2 separate regions of the Zea mays genome follow, and region 2 is linked to region 1. The links are chromatin contacts, called in public Hi-C maps. All regions are on one chromosome and are shown on one strand. Each heading gives the region's core, a stretch centred on a gene start, on an enhancer-like site or on the middle of the called end of the contact. The rest is flanking DNA. Distances are from core to core; before and after follow the strand shown.

Region 1 (3,681 bases), core at 497-2,996:
TAAGATGATGCTTTCAAGTTTCAAAACCTCCATGCAGATTTAATAGGTGGTGCAAAGATTGACTGATTGAGTATTCGAGGCAACTCTGAATAGCAGAAGCAACACATTGCTTGCAAGTTGCAACTTAACTGCCATGATAACATATGGAAGCAATTGTCCAAATATTCAGTTCTTAAAATGTTAAGACTTCGTGTTTATTCAGAAACATAGCATTGTTACATCGCTACAGTAATAATTCTGAAAGTACAGAAGATCAAATATATTGAACTATAAAAATGTCTAAACTATTAAAGCAAGAAATTTGTGCATCACTTGGCACGATAGATGAGGTCTCGAGACAAGAATTTCAAGATACAGCTAATTGTTTTAACTGAAACTCATGATCATGGCACCCAGTGTCAGATTGTTTGGGGCTAATGAGGTCATGACAATGGAGACTCACTTTCAGCATCAGATTGCGCATTCAGGTGGTGCACAAGGAGTAACCTGGCACGGTTGACAGCAGCAAAGTAGAGGCAAATGTGCTCGGCAAGGTCAGCAAGCTGCCGTTGCAGGCTGGGGTGGTTCTTCCTGAGCTGCCTTACCACCTCTTCTATGGTGTGGTGTTGCCCCCTCCCGCGCTCCAGCCCAAGGCGGACAAGCATCTTGTCGCTCTCCACAGTGGCATGGAGCCTACCCACCAGCCGTTCAATTGTAGCGACATCATTATTCAAGACGTAGGTGCCCCTAGCAGTCGCGTCGAGCCGGTCCATGTGCCTCTGCAGGCGTTTCATCGAAGCAGCCAGTGGACAGCAGCAAGAATTGGATGCAGCACAAGCAGGGGCCATCGCCAGCAGCGCGGTAATGGCGTGTGTCGCAACCACGAGGCCTGCGACGGCAGCGCCGGTGGCGCAGGCAATAAGGCAGATACCTGATCCGCGCTTGGCACAGCGGAGCCAACGGCGCCTGCGCCGGACACTGAGGAGACGAAGATCGAGGTGGTTCTTGAGCCCAGAGAAACTTCGTTGCATGCACTGGAACCCGGCCGCGGGCGCCGGGAACGGATTGGGCATTTGGTCGAACAGGAGGAAGGCGTCGAACGCACAGTCGCAGTGTGGCGTGGCGAGCTGCGGCGACTGCGGGATGAGCGCGAGGAGGTCCGTGATGGGCCCGTACAGCGACCGCGCCCGGCGGAGCGCCCGACGGAGTGAGAGGCAGAGCACCGACGCTTGGTTCGTGCTGCTGAAGTAGTTCTTGACGAGGCGGGTGAGCTCCGTATCGGGCGCGTCTGCAAGAGCGCGGTCCACCACCTCGTCCTCCGGACGGAGCACGCCGGCCAGGGTGACCCTGTCCTCCCCCTCTTCTCCTTCCTCATCTTCACCGTTGCCGCCGAAGCCCCCTTCCCGTTGTTCGTCCCCGTCCCCGTCTATGTGGATCTTATCCCAGATCTCTTGGTAGGACGGGGTGTGGATCGCGAGCCTGTACTCCTGACTTAGATTGATGGTGCCCGCCGACCTGGAGCTGGTCTCCCGCCCCTCCGCTGCGCCACCGCTCCGCCGCACGCCGCTGCTAGCAGTGGTGCTCGAGCTCGTGCTCGCATTAGCGCTGCTGGTGTTTCCGTCAGTGCTCGAACAGCTCGGCATTTCTCCTCCATCATCGCCCGCACGTCGCCGCTCCAATAGCCGCATCTCTCGTCCAGCCATCCCTTCTGCGGCCGATGGGCAGCTGCCTCAAGCTGTAGCTGTAGGCGACTACTGCTAGGCGTGGAAGCAAAGTCTACGTGTGTGCGCTGCGGGATGGTGTGCACCGTAAGCCAAACGGGGTAGGGAAAAAAATTTGGTGCAGCACTGCTGCAAACTAAAGTGTTTGCAGCTCCTCACAAAAAAGAGGATAGACCCCACCCGTAGCAACAAAAATGTTATCTGGTGGATCTGCAGGTAGGGTCCATCCACCTTTTTGTGAGAGGCTGCAAACCACTCTGGTTTGCAGCAGTGCTGCACCAAATTTTTTTTCACTTTTGGGGGGTTGACCCATCGGACGACGACTCAGGTCGCTCCGGGTGGACGGATCCGACGGTTCGCACGCCCCGTCGGTTGACATCGTGCAGTTATCGTGCCGCGAAGGTCGTTACGAGGCGGGCTCGCAGCACGCAGCATTGCTCTCCGATTGTCGCGGGCGCGTAGAATGCGTGTCCTCGATTAGAGATGGCAATGGGTAAATACCCACCGGGTATTAGTACCCCATACCTATACCCACAACACAAAAATAACCCCACCGGGTTACCCATATACACTGGCGGGTATGGATTTACCCCCATACCCATACCCATGTGGGTATGGGTCACCTATCGGGTCACCCATACCCACAAAAATTAAACAACTATCAAAATATTATACTATACAAATGTCAAGTATATCCATATAAATACCATTACAAAATTTTCTAGCATCATTTAACCATCCATTCAACACACCAAAGATAATTGGATAAAGTAGTAACACTATGATAGTACTACATAGCACATTACATGTTCCATTACATGGTCATTAAATTGTTGTTAAATCGTAAAAAAGTTGGATGACTAAAGTCCAAGTTCATGATTCGGATAAGTTTATATTGGGTATTTTATACCCACGGGTTAGCGGGTATGGGTGAAGGCAGAACGTTCTAATACCCGTTTACCCATTGGGTGAAGATTTTTGCCCAATAACAGACCCACGGGTAGAATATTTAGCCCACATACATACCCTAATGGAGTAAATACCCATCGGGTATCGGGTCGCGGGTACCCATTGCCATCTCTATCCTCGATAAGAAGTCAAAATGTAAAAAAAAATTAACACACGTATCTTGACGAATAGTTAATCATCTAATAATTAATCAACTAATAAATTATTAGTTAGCTTGAGTCAGCTAATGAATTAATGGTTAGATATGAGATAACTAACAATTAGTTGCAATATTAAGTGATGGTGTTTGAACCTAACAACTATCTTTTAATAGCTAACTATTAGTTCTATAGGTTTCAAACGGGGCTTTAGACTCTCTTCAACAACGTCCTATAAATTTTATATCTCTAAAGAAAAATATTTTATGTCCTTTACACTACCCTCCAAAAGATTTCGTCATATATATCTTCTTCATCTTTAGTAATGCTCTCTAAACTCGGTCCTATATATCTACAATGTTTAAACAATACACAAACTAACATATTTATTAATTGATTTTTATATTGCACTGGGATTGAACGTATGCCATTAGAAATTGAAGAAATTAATAATTAGCGCTATTTGTCACTAGGGTGAAGCTTCACCACGAATCAGCCTTGCCCCTAAGACCCGCGCGTGATGGTTATTTAGATTCGCTAGTGATAACTGAATGTTTTGTTGGTAATAATCGAACCTTTCGTCGTGCATGATGGTTATTCAGATTCGTCAGTATTAACTAAACGTTCTATCCGTAATTACTGATCGTTTCGTCGGTAATAATTGAACTTTTCATCACGTGCAATGGTTATACAGATATGTCACTAATAACGAAATGTTTCGTCAGTAATTACTGAACATTTCTTCACTACTGAAGTGATAAATTACTGAATGTTCTGTCAGTAATGTTTGTTTTGCACTAACAATTATATTGTGCTTGATGATAATTACAGGAATTGAGCGATTAGTGACGAAAAGATCACAACATCAATACTTA
Region 2 (3,681 bases), core at 625-3,124, 400 kb before region 1:
ATGACCAAGTCACGTCGATGAGCAGCTCCTTCCCGGACGCCGACAGCCGCGACCGGTACGCGGTGGTCACCGCGCTCACCGCTGGCGCCCGCCCTCCTCCTCCGGCCTCCGGGGCGCCCGCCGCCGCATTGGCGGGACCGGAGCCGGAGCAGGCCACGTCGGAGATCCGCACGGCGTGCTCGCTGAAGCACGACACCAGGTCCTTCATGCCTCGATCTTCCTTGTCTCCGGTCCGGGCGCTCCCCACCCACCCTGGAATTCTTCGGCCGCCTACCACTCACCACCGGGCCGAGGGGGCGTGCAGGGAGGGGATGGCTTTGCGGACAGCAACGGCAGCACTGGCATTATGCTGAATTGGTGACAGCGACGGGCATTAGACAAGAAGCGAGTGGTTCGGTAATCGCAGGAGAAAGGTATCTCTTAACTGGGAAGCCTGTCGAGCAATAGGCTGGAGCTTACAAGGTAGGTATAATCTCTCGCTCCCGTCCCCAGCTCATGTGTCACTAGTGTCGTGCTCGCGGCTTGCGCGAGTCGTGATCGCTTTATACAGTTTAAATACATTAATTTTCTTGCAATACATTGAACAATCTAATTTATCATAATCATCTTACTTAAGAAAAACAATTTCTTTGTATGTATCAAGGTCAACGCCTTCAATTTGACTTAGGAGATGAAGGTTATTACCTACATATAAGAAGATTAAAAAAACAATTCCAATTTGCATGACTTAAGAAATACATTTGAGTAGATTATCCAGATGACGCTGAGTTACCGGATCACGCAATTCCAATATTGCTTTCAGTATCATATAGGATGGCGAACCTGAGAATGGATTTAATCACAGTCTCATTCACGTGGCATGGTAAAGAATTAAGGAACAAAGGCAGATTCTAACTTATGTTTCAAGCCTGCGACATACCAGATGCTACATTCGGACCTAGAGTTTATTCATTTCTATGAAATTCTGATGAACAAATTCAACTGCGTCATTAATAGTTTCTGCAACCCTGCATCATTAAAATAGCAAAATATGATGGGACATATGGCTTTATTAATACTTCAATGGGATAGATGAAGTCATAAATTATAGGTTTATATTGTGTGATGCCTGTTCACATATGCCTTGAACTATATTAACAATAATCAAACTGTACAGAGAGTATTAGTAAGCAATCTTATGTGATATTCTATACAACGATCTTGGTTGAGAAACACTCTAGCCTATTAGTAAGCAAATTTGATTCTCTCGGTTTGGTAGTCTGATGCTGGCTATGATATTGTGTGCAGTGTATTATTTTCTATTAACATTAGTATTTGCAGTTCGACAGTTCCTATATTTACTTTTGTGATAATTAATGATAGTGTTCATTGATGCTAGGTTGAGTGTACAGGACATTTGAAGAGGCACCACATGAAGTGTCAAAGTTACTGATACTGTATTCCAATTTGACGCATTCCATGGTGCCATTTTTATGTCTGTTTCTGGCTTGAACTCTATGTAGTTACATGCATGTCTCTACTTTGATAACCTGGAAGACTATTACGAACAATTATAATTATGTATCAGTACTAAATTTATCAGTGGTACTAAGTTTCGGTTTGAGAAAACATTATTTATGACTTCTCTGTTTTTTCTGATTGTGAATATTTGTACCTGTGTTTTCTAGAGTGCAGCTGACACTCTTTCCTCGGCAATATCTTGACTCCTAAAGGGGTATGGATGGCACAACAAAGCAAAGTACAATTGGCAGTCAGAGAAGCGGAGTTGAATGCGTACCCGAGGTAGCGGAGGAGGATCACTGGGAGCCTCGTGAGGAGGAAGGCCTCGGCGGTGGCCCGGTCGACTTCACCGCGGAAGGACCCGCTGCACTGCGCAAACCGCCCGCACGCGGCCCAGTGCCGCATTCCCGCGTCGGGTAGGAGCGGCACATCCTTTGCCGAGGGCGATGCAGCAACGGCTTCCGGGGACGGCGGCAGGGCTTGCTTATCTGGGAGGTCTGCTCAGCGAGCTGACGGGCGAAGGAGGGCATGGTGGATAGCGCTGAAAACTGACATGGAGACGGTGGGGCGACGGCGGCCCACGGGGGGAGCGGTCGGAACTGCTACGCCCAAGCGCCGGTTAGTCGGGGGTCGATGGGGCTCGAGCTTCACGGAAGCGATGAATGGAGAGGTGGGACCGTGGGAGGTCTACGTAGCTCCTGGAAGCGTCCAGACACGGAGAGCGCCACGGAGAGGGCGGAAGGATTCGAGGACCGTTGTTGCTCGATCCGACGGCTGAAAAATATATAGTGACGTGGATGGTCTGGTTGTTCTTCCTTGCTCCCACGGTTAATATATAGAATATGTAGAGCCGGACGAAATAGTCTGTCTCATGGCTCGCTCGTTTCCAGACCGTCTCCGCTTGGGTCGGCTCGGCTCGATCGGTTCATTTATGGCCTGTTTGGTTGTCTGGATGGGTGGGCCTGGCTCGTATCTAGGGAACCTGGCTCTTGATAGTCTGGCCGAGAGCATGCAATATCCCTATGTTTGGTTGCCTGTATGAGCTTAGCATGGCCTATGCGAGATGATGTTTGGTTGCTTGCATAAATGCTTGATGCATGAGCTTAAAAGCTATAAAGTTTTATTATATTTTCATGTGATCATGTTGCAATAGTCATAATATGTCATACAAAGCCTTAATCCACTTTTAAATAAATTAAAATTATTTAATAGACACTAATTATACGTTAATCTGTCATTAGGAAAGACTAATGGTTGCACCGGCAGAGCCTGACTCTGGAGAAATGGCCAATTCCTACGTATCTCGGGAGCCAGGCCCAAGAGGAATCTTTGCATCCCACGAGCCAGGCTGAAGAGGCTGATCAGGCAACCAAACAGAAGAAAGTTGTATCTCTTGAGTCTGGCCAAACCATATGCAGGCAACCAAACACACCCTTAATTTTTTATGAGTTGAGCTGACATTCTAGTTTGATTTGTTAACGAGCCAGCTAGCGACTTCAACAAATTATAATATTTCATTAAAATGAATTTATATGGATATTATTTACGTATAAATTTGTGAATATGTTATATGTATATATAGCGTTTATGGTCTATGTGTTAAATTGATGATTAATAAACTATGTCTATATGTTAAATTGGTATGTTCGACTATGAATATAGGTTAAACTAATGAACATGTGTAAAAATTATGAATTTATGATGAACTAATGCGTGATGACTCGTGTTGATATGATGATATTGCTGTGGTATGTTAAACTATTTTCTGTTGTTAAATTGGTTTAAAGCTAACTAGAAATTAATTATGATATATATATATTCTTTAGCTCGCGAGCTAAACAAGCCACCTCGAGCTAACTCTGTGGCTCGTTAGCTTAATGAGTCGAGTCGAGCCAGCTCAAACTCGGTCGAGCCAAATCGAGCCGACTCGATATCCAGCCCGAGTCTGCTAGTCATATGCATCCCTTCTATTGCCACTTCACGTATAGTGTAACATCCTAATTTTCGAACCAACAAAATTCATCAGGACCTAGTTTAATTAGGTAAAATTTTAGTAGTTTTGAATCACAAATTATAGTTTTAAGTATTTTCTTTTATAAATCAATTAAAATGAATTGTAAAGTTAAATAAAAAGGTCCTTATGTGAGTGAAACCATTCATTTGTTGAATAATATATTTAGA

The links. A called contact is a pair of places that touch in the nucleus more often than the background predicts.
Region 2: a Hi-C map of root tip shows a contact between it and region 1, with 5 times the contacts expected there. The contact joins the promoter of LOC100274870 here to the promoter of LOC100274043 in region 1. A contact is called at or near these places in 3 of 25 Hi-C or Micro-C datasets (ear, leaf and root tip).

What each region holds. Positions count from the first base shown.
Region 1 is chr10:115,803,357-115,807,037 of Zm-B73-REFERENCE-NAM-5.0, reverse strand. It overlaps LOC100274043 (UPF0496 protein), which reads right to left and starts at 1,746. Exons shown (of 1, transcript NM_001148424.1): 1 at 175-1,746. The coding sequence starts at 1,682. The coding sequence ends at 423.
Region 2 is chr10:116,199,002-116,202,682 of Zm-B73-REFERENCE-NAM-5.0, reverse strand. LOC100274870 reads right to left here and starts at 1,874. Exons shown (of 2, transcript NM_001365937.1): 1 at 1,778-1,874; 2 at 1-349. The coding sequence starts at 208.